2 separate regions of the Sus scrofa genome follow, and region 1 is linked to region 2. Evidence: chromatin contacts called from public HiChIP or PLAC-seq data. All regions are on one chromosome and are shown on one strand. Each heading gives the region's core, a stretch centred on a gene start, on an enhancer-like site or on the middle of the called end of the contact. The rest is flanking DNA. Distances are from core to core; before and after follow the strand shown.

What was found. HiChIP or PLAC-seq counts read pairs in DNA pulled down with a chosen protein or histone mark.
Region 1: a contact with region 2 is called in an H3K27ac HiChIP or PLAC-seq map of alveolar macrophages. The contact joins two enhancer-like sites. A contact is called at or near these places in 6 of 47 Hi-C or Micro-C datasets (embryonic fibroblasts, fetal skeletal muscle, heart right ventricle and 3 more) and 1 of 2 datasets of contacts at active chromatin or transcription factors (alveolar macrophages).

What each region holds. Positions count from the first base shown.
Region 1 is chr13:152,294,145-152,299,749 of Sscrofa11.1, reverse strand. No RefSeq gene overlaps it. Among named protein-coding and RNA genes, the nearest start is that of CCDC54, 140 kb to the right of the region's middle. Within about 2 kb of position 3,894, at least 49 of the 83 cell types and tissues checked have an H3K27ac peak or open chromatin away from gene starts, as enhancers often do. A contact at or near this core is called in alveolar macrophages, where this site is marked.
Region 2 is chr13:151,624,012-151,629,803 of Sscrofa11.1, reverse strand. All of the region lies in intron 2 of LOC106505818 (a long non-coding RNA gene), which reads right to left. Among named protein-coding and RNA genes, the nearest start is that of CD47, 200 kb to the right of the region's middle. Within about 2 kb of position 3,298, at least 4 of the 83 cell types and tissues checked have an H3K27ac peak or open chromatin away from gene starts, as enhancers often do. A contact at or near this core is called in alveolar macrophages, where this site is marked.

The sequences.
Region 1 (5,605 bases), core at 2,645-5,144, 670 kb before region 2:
CCCTCTGGCCTATCACCTACTATCCTGCACACATATATCAGCCTCCACGCTCTTCTTTGAAAACACACCACACAATCTTGTGCCTCCAGGCCTTATTCTTCTTTCAGTCAGGGTAAGTCTTACCTCACAGATCCAAATAAACTCTTTCCTTCGCCAGCTTTAAGAGTTTGTGCAAATCACATTCTTAGTGAGGCCTTCCTTGGGCACCTATCTAATATGGAAAATTCCCTTCAGCATTTCCTACCCCTCCCTCGTTTATTTCCCTCAACAGTGCCTGCTGTGGTCGAATATGCTATGTATTATATGTAAATGTAACATAAGATGAGCTATCTGGAACCAAAATAGTAAAGTGATAGCGGGCTTAACCCGCCTATTAAAAGGACAAAAAAAAGGTTGATTCCAAATCAAAATCCAACTCTATGCTGCATACAAAAGACAAAGACACATCTGAAGCAAAATAATTCAGATATACTAACAATGAAAGGATGCACAAATGTATACCAAAAAAATACAAATTAAATACAAAGAAAGAATTGAGATGCTGAAATCCAATTAAGTAGAATTCATACCAAAAACCATTACCAAGTCAAAGAGCATTTTATAAGGCTAAAGGCTACAATTCACAGTGAAAATAAAATATTTATGAAAGATATTCAGCAAATAATACAGTAACTTCTTTCATTTAGCAGAAACTACGAGAGTCAAAGAGACTAGAAATACATAAATAACAACAGAATTTAGTACACCTCTCTTAGTTCAAAAACAACAAATGGTACCAAAAAACATTTATAATAATTGGGTCTATTATAGAGATGTGTATTCCTCAGTAAATTACATAAAGAAAAATAGAAATAATTTTACCCATCAAAATGATAAAAGCAGGAAATCATAATAATCAAAACATAAACAAGACTTCCCACCTTGAAATTTAAAATTTTGGGGGAGTTCCCATTGTGGCTTAGTGGTTAATGAATCCGACTAGGAACCATGAGGTTGTGGGTTTGATCCCTGGCTTTGCTCAGTGGGTTAAGGATCCAGCGTTGCCGTGAGCTGTGGTGTAGTGTGGGTTGGAGATGCAGCTCAGATCTGTCGTTGCTGTGGCTCTGGCGTGAGCTACAGCTCCAATTAGACCCCTAGCCTGGGAACCTCCATATGCCACGGGTGTGGCCCTGAAAAAAGACAGAAAGACAAAAAGAAAAAAAAGAAATCTAAAATTTTTAAAAAAGGAAATTTAAAAATTTAAATTTAAATTTAAAATTTAAAAATTTAAAATTTTTCTATTAAACATAGCCTGGCTCAAGAAAAAATAACAACTGATATTAAAATTTTCTAGAAAAAAAAATGAAAGAAAACATGAGATCAGTGTTTACAGGATACTGTTAAAGAATGTTCAGGAAGAGATTCATAGATTTAAATATTTATATCAATAAAAATGAGAAAAATTGAGTTAGACATTATGCTCAAAAAGTTAAAAATTCTTAAGGTTTGCCTTTATTTCCACTTTGAACTTAATTTTCTTTTAAATTAAGCAATCTAATTTTGAAAACAACCTACAACAAATAAACCTAGCTGTATTAACTGCATTTAGCACTTTAACAATTCATTCTAACATTAGTACTGTTATTTTGAAACTATTATACATATTACGGGAAAAAGTAAGCAATTATGTTAATATTATTAGGAACCATGCTTTTCAGCAGAAAAGAAATGCAATGTAAATTAAGCTAAGTAAAAAATTCTATAATCTTTCACTAAAGTTGGAATATCAGCACAAATTTACGATTAACTACTCTTTCTTTGGAAAAACCACATACTTCCTATTACTTGTATTGAAATGCCTGAGAAGTAACAAGTTTTTCAGCCATGAACATCCTTATGTGCACAGATTGTGGTCATAAATACCATTTGCACTGAAAGCAATGAAGACTCCTTTAAGAAATGGCTGATTCTAGGTCTGGAGCAGTAAATGAAACTGTTCTAATGACACTAGAACTCTGAAAGTGTCCAAAAGCAAGGAAGCTATCAAGACATCTGAGGTTGTCAAATGAACACAGAAGCCAGAGACAGGAAATTTGAGCTTTAAAAAGAATAATCACTGGTATTATATAAAAGTATAAATAGAAATGCTGATAAAATCAATGCAAAACCAGAAGCAATAGGAGATTCAATAGGAGAGCAGGATCAAAATTACATATAGAAATCAATGTCTTCATATATTAAGCAATAAACAGTTACAGAGGAAACAGAGATGACCCCATTTACATTACCAATAAAAATGAAAAAATATCCTAGGGGTAAACTTAAAAAGAACTGTGCAAAACTTACACAAGAAAAACTTTAAAGCTTTCTCTAAAGGTGCAAAACTAGGACTTGAATAAAAGGAAAAATAAATCTTGCTAGACAACTGAATAATGTAAAATTATAAATTAATGCCAATTTTGAAACTATTCTTTGTGGAGCCAGATTATACAGTTTGCATGGGAAAAAAAAATAAGCAAGATTACCCAAAAAATAGGAAATCAAAATAAGAAAACAGCAATGAGGCAGGCCTAGCTCTACCAGATATTGGAAATATTATAGTTTCTATAATTGAAACAATGTAAGATTACATGTGAGTAGACAAACAGATCAATGGAAGAAAATAGAAAATACAGATATAGAGCCAAGTACAATGTGGGAATTATGTGATAAAAGTGGCATCTCAAATCACTGGAAGATAAATGGTTGTTCTAAATTTTTTTTTTTTTTTTTTTTTTGTCTTTTTGCTATCCGTACGCCAGAGCCACAGCAACGCAGGATCTGAGCCGCATCTGCGACCTACACCACAGCTCACGGCAACACCGGATCATTAACCCACTGAGCAAGAGCAGGGACAGAACCTGTAACCTCATGGTTCCTAGTCGGATTCGTTCACCACTGCACCACGACGGGAACTCCCGGTTGTTCTAAAATTTAAAAAAAAAAAAAAAAAAAAAAGATACAACATCACCTAAGTGGAATTCCAGCCAAAACCAAAACAAACAAAAACTTCAATGTGAATTTTACAAGGAGGATCAATATGAGTATCCAAATTGAAGGATATTTTGGAAAACCACTGGCCTGAACTTTCCCAAAAAGCCACTGCCAGAAAACAAACCAAAAATGCCGAGGAAGTAATCTAAATTGAAGGAAACTAAAGGGACTTGCTAACAAAAATCAATACGCGATTCTTGTTAAATCCTGGATTTTTATATTTTACAAACAACACTAGGGTAAGCAAAGATTTGGGCTGGTGTGGGGGAGGGGCGATCAGAAATTCTAACATGGACTGTATATAAAGCATAGTAATGTAATAAGATTTAATGGATTCCGACTCCTTATGACTGATACAATTCCTAAGACACAGCACTGTGACCCTACAGTTCAGTAGTCCTCAACTGGAGTCACTTCGCCCTGCCTTCCACCTCACATTTTTGACAGTGTCTGAAAACATTTTTTGGTTGTCATAGTTGGGGAGGAAAGGGAAGGTTATTACTGGCATCTACTATGTAGAGGTCGAGAGTGCAACTAAGCATTGGAAATGCACAAGACAGTCCCCCTAACCTCACAACATAGAATCGTCCTCCCCCAAATCAATAGCGTCGCGACAGAGAAACCGTGATGTAGCAGAAGCTTTCATTCTTAGGAGATAGTACTGAGATATTGGCTGAATTAAATTGTCTTTTGCGCAGATCAAATATCGGTAATATTTAAGGGTGAAGGGTTATGGTGTTCACTACTAACTCTCAAAATTGTTCAGCAAAAGACGCAGTACAAGTTCTTCCGCCCTGCTTCCCCCCGCCCTCGGTACCCAAACAGGGTCGCTCCCCCCGCCCCCCTGCGGACTGACCCGCGGAGCCTGCGCGGTGGGAGGATCTTGCGAGCACAGCTGCGCAGGCGCCGGGCAGCAGCCGCACCCACGCGGCGCTTCTCCAAAAGTTACAGATGCGCGAGCCGACCTCGCAGTTCCCGCGGCTCTCTACAGCAGAGAAGAGAAGAGAAAACGCGGCAGGGCGCTCTGTTGGCTTCTCCAGGAGTGACTGTGCTGCTTTCCAAGATGAAACCTCCCTTCCTTTGCAGTTCGCTGAGAGCTTCAGTGACCCTCGCTCATCCTTTGGAGCCCTCTGCCAGGACGAGCCAGTTGTGTGTGGCTACTGGTGCCTGACCATTCCTATCCTGGCTGGAGTCTCCAGAGGTGAGTTTTTACTCTCTCCTCAGTGGATTCTGACTTCCTGTGTCTGACGAGCCTGGGCAGTACCACATCTCCTGATACCACTGAGCAAAAGTGCCCCTGCGGACCCATTCCACACCCAGCTCCTCCAAGAGCTTACCCAGGTAACATTTTAAAATACCTTAAAATTTTATCAGCCTAGAGTTTCTTAATCAAGGAGTTGGCAGAGTTTTTCTGTAAAAATCCAAGTAAAAAATATTTTAGGATTTGCAGTCCAGGAACAGCCTCTGTCGCTTGTCTTTTGTTTGTTTGTTTTGTTTTGTTTTTAACAACCTCATAAAAATTAAAAAACAAAACACTTAGCTTCTGGCTTCACAAAAACATGGGGAGTTACAGTAATTAGACTACAGTCTTTCAATTTATTCAGCATGGAGGTAGGGTGGTCCCTGGTCTGACTACAGTTTTGCAGGACCCTGGTTCCAGGAGGACTACAACCCTGCCCTGGCCACTCTCCCCCTTCTTTACTGGGATTGTAACCCCCTACCCCTCGGGTTTACAGGGCCCCACCTACTGATGGTCCCTACCCCAGCACTTCTCTTCTTCCCTACTGAAAGACCGGGCCCGTTTTTTGAGTTCCTGGCAAGGCTGCCCAGAAGCCCCCAGATCTCTACTCTAAAATGGCAATCCCTTCCTATCTGAAAGCAAAAACCAAAGTCCTTACATTGTGACTAAATTAGTATTAAACCTAATACAAGATCTAACACAATTGTATTTTTATAGCATTTTTTTCTACTGATAAAGGTAATGTATGTCCACTATAGTAATTGGAAAATACTGAAAATTGTATACCAGAAAATAAAGATTCAGCATCATCCCAATCCACAAAAACTATCAAAATGTTTATGTGTTCTTTTAGTCTTTCTTTTCAATCCTTACTAATAGGACAACTTACTGAACTGGATTTCTGAAAAATGTTTAATAAACTTTTGTTGAAGTACAAAATCCAGAAAAGTAGTCAAACTGTAAATGTACAGTTCAAGAAACTTACACAGACTAACACAAACATACCCTTGCAGCCACCACCCAGATCAAGAAATAGAGCATTGCCTAGCTCTTCCAGCCCCCTTCCCGGTTAGAGGCACCTTCTCAAATATAACCATTGTCTTATCCTTGATACATAGATTAGTTTTGTCTTTTCTTTAATTTCACATGAAATGCATTATTCAAAAATACTATCTGTAGTATTTTTATTTCATTCCATATTACATTTGAGATTCATCCATTATTGTTACATGTAACAGGTCTGTACTTTATTTTATGCTGCATGGCATTTAATTGTATGACTATACTGCAATTAATCATTTATACTGTTTTTTTCAATTTCAGCTATATTGAAATATAGTTAGTTCACAGACA
Region 2 (5,792 bases), core at 2,049-4,548:
GAGCTTATAATCTTGGCACTAAAAGTGTTCTTTGCTATTGGGTTAGTCATTGTTTCTAGTGTACAGACTTTTTAAAAAGGTGTTTTGCTTTTAGATAAAAATACATTGTGAGTTCATATCAATACTTCCAATTAAAACTCAGGGTTTTTGCTTATTGGCTCACATACCCACATCTAATCCTGACACAAATGGTTAAAATATAATATGAGAACCAGGAAAAAGTAAACACTGAATGTAATATTTTGATATCAAGAAAGTATTACTATTTTTAAGCATGATAATATTATATAATTATATTTTTGAAAGAATCTCCATGTCCTCTAGAGAGATATACATCCTGAAGTATTTATAGATGAAATGCCATTTTACATTGGATTTGCTTCAGGAGAATCTAAGAGTTGGGTGGGAGAAGTGGACCATATATGAATGAAAGAAAACTGGTCATGAGCTGGTAATTGTTGTTATCAGGGTGATGCGTACATGGAGGCTTATTACTTTGGACTCTATATTTTCATAATTAAAAATTTTTTTTTGTTTGGTAAATGGGTATCCATGCTATGGTGGGTGACAGTTAATATTTTAGATTTTTTGTTGTTGCTGTTTGTTGGTTTAGATTTCAAATATCTAACATAAATAAATTTGTGCTTGTGATTTTTTTTTTTGGTAAAAAAATAAATAAAATATTTTTTAAAATTTTAATAATACATTTTTAAAAAGATGCACTAGAAGAATATTTATGACCTGGGACAACGTTTACATTATATAATTGAGTGAAAAGGTTGGTATGCTTTTATAAAAAAACCCTGAATTTATAGAAGGAAAAAAAAACTATATGCATATATATATATTGAAGACTACAAGGGCTGACCATAAGTGATGTAATGGATGGTCCCCTCCTTGTTATAGATTATTTCCATTTTAGTCTTTGTGTTTTTCTGTATATTCTAATTTTCCAGTGAAGACATATACTGTTTTCATAATCAGACAGCAAGATAAATGCTCTTCACTAAGTGACTTTAAAACAATGGCTACTTCACTGCCTTGTTTGTATGCTTTTATGATAATGGCATCACCCATTTTCAAGCCATTACCAAATGCTGTGAGATTGTAGCTGCCTGAAAGCCTGTGCCCTCTCCTCTCCTCCTGTCATCTTCTTCCAAGCTTCATCTTCCCTTCTTTGTTCCACTGTTGGATGTCCAGAGCCATAAAAGCCAGGACCTTAGTGCAAAGTGGGAAAGAATGCAACTTTACTTCTCCCTGCTCAGTGATTTTTCTCTGTTCCTTATCTGGCTAAATTATTTTTCTTTTTCTTTCTTTCTTTTTTTTTTTTTTTTTTTTTTTTTTTTTTTAGCGCAGCATTCACAGCATAGGAAGTTCCCAGGCTAGGGGTCGAATCAGAGCTACCACTGCTGGCCCTCACCACAGCCACAGCAATGCAGGATCGAAGATGCGTCTGTGACCTACACCACAGCTCAGGGCACTGCTGGATCCCTGACTTACTGAGTGAGGCCAGGGATTGAACCAGTATCCTCATGGATACGAGTCGGATTCTTTTCTGCTGCACCACAATGGGAACTCCCTAAATTTTTTAAAAAAGACTATTCTTTTAGAAAAATTTTAGAGCAATTCACAGTAGAATCAAGAGGGAGGTATAGCGATTTCCAATATCCTTCCTGCCTCCCTATCATCAACATCCCCTAACCAAAATAATGCTTTTGTTACAATTGATGAACCTATACTGACACATTATAATCATCCAAAGTCCATGGTTTAACTTAAATTTTGTTGTTGGTGTTGTACATTCTATGGGCTTGGTTAAAGTTAAACAAGACATGTATCCATCATTATAGAATCATACAGACTATTTTCACTGCCTGAAAAATCCTTTGTGCTTTTCCTATTCTTCCTCCCACCCCCATCCCAAACCCCTAGCAACCACTGATTTGTTTACTGTCTCCATAGTTTTGCCTTTTCCGGAATGTCATGTGGTTGGAAGCAGGCAGAATATAGCCTTTTCACTTCCTTTCACTTAGTAATTTGCATTTAAGTTTCCTTCATATCATTTCATGGCTTGATAAATACATTTCTTTTTAGCATTGAATAATATTCCATTGTCTGGCTTAATTTCTTTTTCATCTCTAGCTTTCTTATGTATATCTTATAATTTTACTAATAATTTAATAAGACTACATGGCATTTATAGAGCTTATGCTAAGTGCTGGGCATTTTGCTAGTTACTTGACATACATTAACTTATTTAGTCCTCAAAACAACCTTAGGATTTAAGAATTCCTTCTAATCCCTACAACTCTGCAACATAGAGATTTCTATCCAAGTTGAATGGGCACAGCTCAGAGACAGCTTACAAAACTTGTCTAGCCACAAATTCATGTCTCTCTGGGTCCAAAGTTCATAGCCTTCCCACTCTTTCCTGTTGCCTTCTTTTAAGTAGAAAGAAAGGGAGTTCCCATTGTGGCATAGCAGAAACAAATTCAACTAGTATCCATGAGGATGTGAGTTTGATCCCTGGCCTCGCTCAGTAGGTGGGAGATCTGGTGTTCCTGTGAGCTGTGGTGTAGATCGGCAGCTGCAGTTTTGATTTGCCCTCTAGCCTGGAAACTTCCATATGTCGTGGGTACAGCCCCCAAAATGAAATGAAATGAAATAAAATAAAATAAAACGGAGTTCCTGTTGTGGCTCAGTGGGTTAAGAATCTGGCTAGTATCCATGAGGATGCGGATTTGATCCCTGGTCTTGCTCAGGGTTAAAGGATCCGGTGTTGCCATGGACTGTCGTATAGGTTGAGGGTGCATTGGTTTGGCTGTAGTGTAAGCTAGCAGCTGCAGCTCTGATTTGACCCTTAGCCTGAGAACTTCCATATCCCTAAAAAGCAAAAAGAAAAAAGAAAAAGAAAAAAAGAAAAGATAAGAAGGAAAGGAATTTCTAAAATTGCCCTAAAATAGAGATTCACAAAACTTCATAGAGGATTTAAAGGGATTTTTATTGTATTTGTTTAATTATTCTGTATTGTATGTGCATTTTATATTGGTTTCATTTCAAAATGCACAATAATAATCACAATAATAAAACTTCAGGGAAGCAGCCTTATCTAGGCAGGATACAGAGAAACAACTGTCTAAGGGGAGCCCTGTACAGAAGGGAGAAGAGCCGCAGGGCCAGGGGGACAGGGAGGAAAGACTCAGAAAGAAAAGAATGACACCCCAGCAAGAAAGGAAACCTGGGCGCCCTGTGGCTGTCCCTTCCTGGGCTTCTGAAAGTAAGCAAAGGAACTAAAGTACATCTGTTTTTCAAGGAAATGTCTGCACATCAACAGTAACATCAACAGCAATGTCATCTTTGGTATAGCGTTGCTTAATGAAAACATGCTTTTTCACATTGTGAAAAAAACAGGAAAGTTCCTCAAACATAAGGCATGCCTTAGAAATTAAAACTAAAATTAAACAGTATTTCTCATGGAGGGCCTTCTGCCAACAAATCGAATCTATCTTTGGTGCTTCCCAAGTCACCCTTTGGGATCATGTGCCCCTTGACCTGCCTCTGATGCCCAAATCTTGCCCAGGTCCCTGCACCCCATGGTAGTTACCGCCAGGGCCAGCCCCTCTGCAGCCCACAGCCTGGGCCGGACTGAGCCTGGCGGGCGGAAGGATGTTCCCCTTTATCAGAGCACACCTCTCCCTCCTTTAGACTAATCTCGTGCCCTTGCACTCTGTATCAAGCTCTTCGGAACTGTTATCAAATTGTAATCTGATGAACAATGGAGACTTTACCAGTGAGTTACCGTTCCTAGAAAGGTATTCGCATTTTTACAGGAAACTTGGGGAGAAAGTGCTTTAAACCAGAGGAAGGGGCTTAGTCAGGAAGATTTCAGACTTTGGGAGAAGCCCAAACAGGTGATGTTTAGGGGGTAAAAAGAGCCTCATGCCCCCATCAAATCACACTGTGTATGGAGCACAGATGGATGTGAACTCTTTAAACAGTAACAGGTTAGGGCTCTGCTCTATGTGTACATTTTAATTACTTTGAAAGAGCTGGGGGATGGGAAGGGCAGGAGGTAAAGTGGGGAAAGGGAGAGAGGAGGAGGATATGGACAAAAATAGTCAATATGGAAGTAGACACAGAATAATGACTTCTAACTAGTGGAGCTGGGTGGGGGGAGTTTAAGGCCGAATTCATCCTGGAAGTTTTTCTCTTCCCATTGAAAGCTAGGGGGGTCCACAAACCCATTCCACCAAAGCAAGGATAGCGGGTACAGGCATTTTCAGGAAGCTAGAAGCGGACATTCTGAAGAACTTGAGAAAAGATCCTCCTCCTCCAGAGGACAGGAAATTTGCTCAAGTCTATGCAGTAGCCCCTATGTTTCATTCTTGGGGTAAAAAACAAATGAACGAACAAACAAACAACAAAAAGACTTGAAATTTCTGAGCTGTGAATAAAGGCAGATAGGTTCTCTGAAATTTGACTCATCCCTTTTATAAGAACCTGACTCAATCAGCATGAATCGCAGTGGGACATTGGAAAATGTGGACAAATGAAACATTGAGAAAAAGATCAGAAAACAATGTAGCATCTGACCTCAAGACAAAACCATAGTCAAGTCAGACCTGGAAGGCAATGCAATTTTGGGTAATCACTTTTATTCTCATAGCTAAGGCTTACTGAGTCTTTACTATGTTCCAGGAACTACTCTGTTTTATACAGATAACTTCAATTTTACACCAACACTTTGAGGTGGGTACTATTTTTATCCCCATCTGATAGTTAAGTCCTTTGTGACTAAGAACAGATAAGATAATTAAATCTGACCAGAGTCACGTAGCTAGTCAGTGGCAGAGCTAAAATTCAAACCCAGGAAGTCTTAGATCCAGAGTTGGTGTCACACTTGCAAGCAATATTACCCGCCTCCAATAGGAGAAATCCTACCACCCTGGGCCAGCATGGAGGCAAAGGCCATCTACAGTTTCATAACTCTGGATATGGACATCTTTAGCCCCAACCCAGACCCTCCTAGGAATGGTCATGGAATTTCCCTCTCTTTCCTGTTTCTGTTGCTCATCTACATGGGACATTATCAACCCTGGTCCTCCTGGGAATGCAGAGTCTATTCGGTCCTTTTATTACCTCCTCCTGAACCATCTTCCCTTCTCTTCTCCGCTCAAGACCAATGACACATTTCTTGAATACATTCCTATATATTTCTCCTCTATGAAAGAACCACTAGCCTTCCAGGAAGCTAAGTTCTTAAGCGATATTGAAAAGAGGCTGAAGAAGAGGCATGCAGGGTCTCCTTCAAATATGTGGGAGGCCAGGACCTTTCTAACAGGAAGAATCTGAGGTACACCAAGGATATAACTCTGTGTTATTTATAGCTTGTTGTGCATTTAGTGAATGGTTAATAATTCATTTCATTGTTCTGGTTCAATAACCCTCAGCTTTCCTTTTTATTGTTTTCATCAAGTTCCAGGGAAAATAGCATCTTCAGATATTACAGAGGAGAGGTACTGAGCTGGGTTGACCACTCTTTCCCCTGCTGCTGCCCCCACCAGCTGTGGTTTGCAATAAAAATCCTGGTGCCCAGAGAGTGCAGGAAGCAGAAGCTGCGGCACCCTTCCCTGGAGTGGTGCCTAAATAAGGCTTACTCCTAGTTAGATGCCTGAGCATCTGCTGCTTATTCTGCCTGTTAAGAGGTAGGGCAGGACTGGCCCTGCTACTCACTCTGAACCATGTTCACATTTCCACATCAGCAAGAAATAGGCAGGGTCTACTCGTGTGAT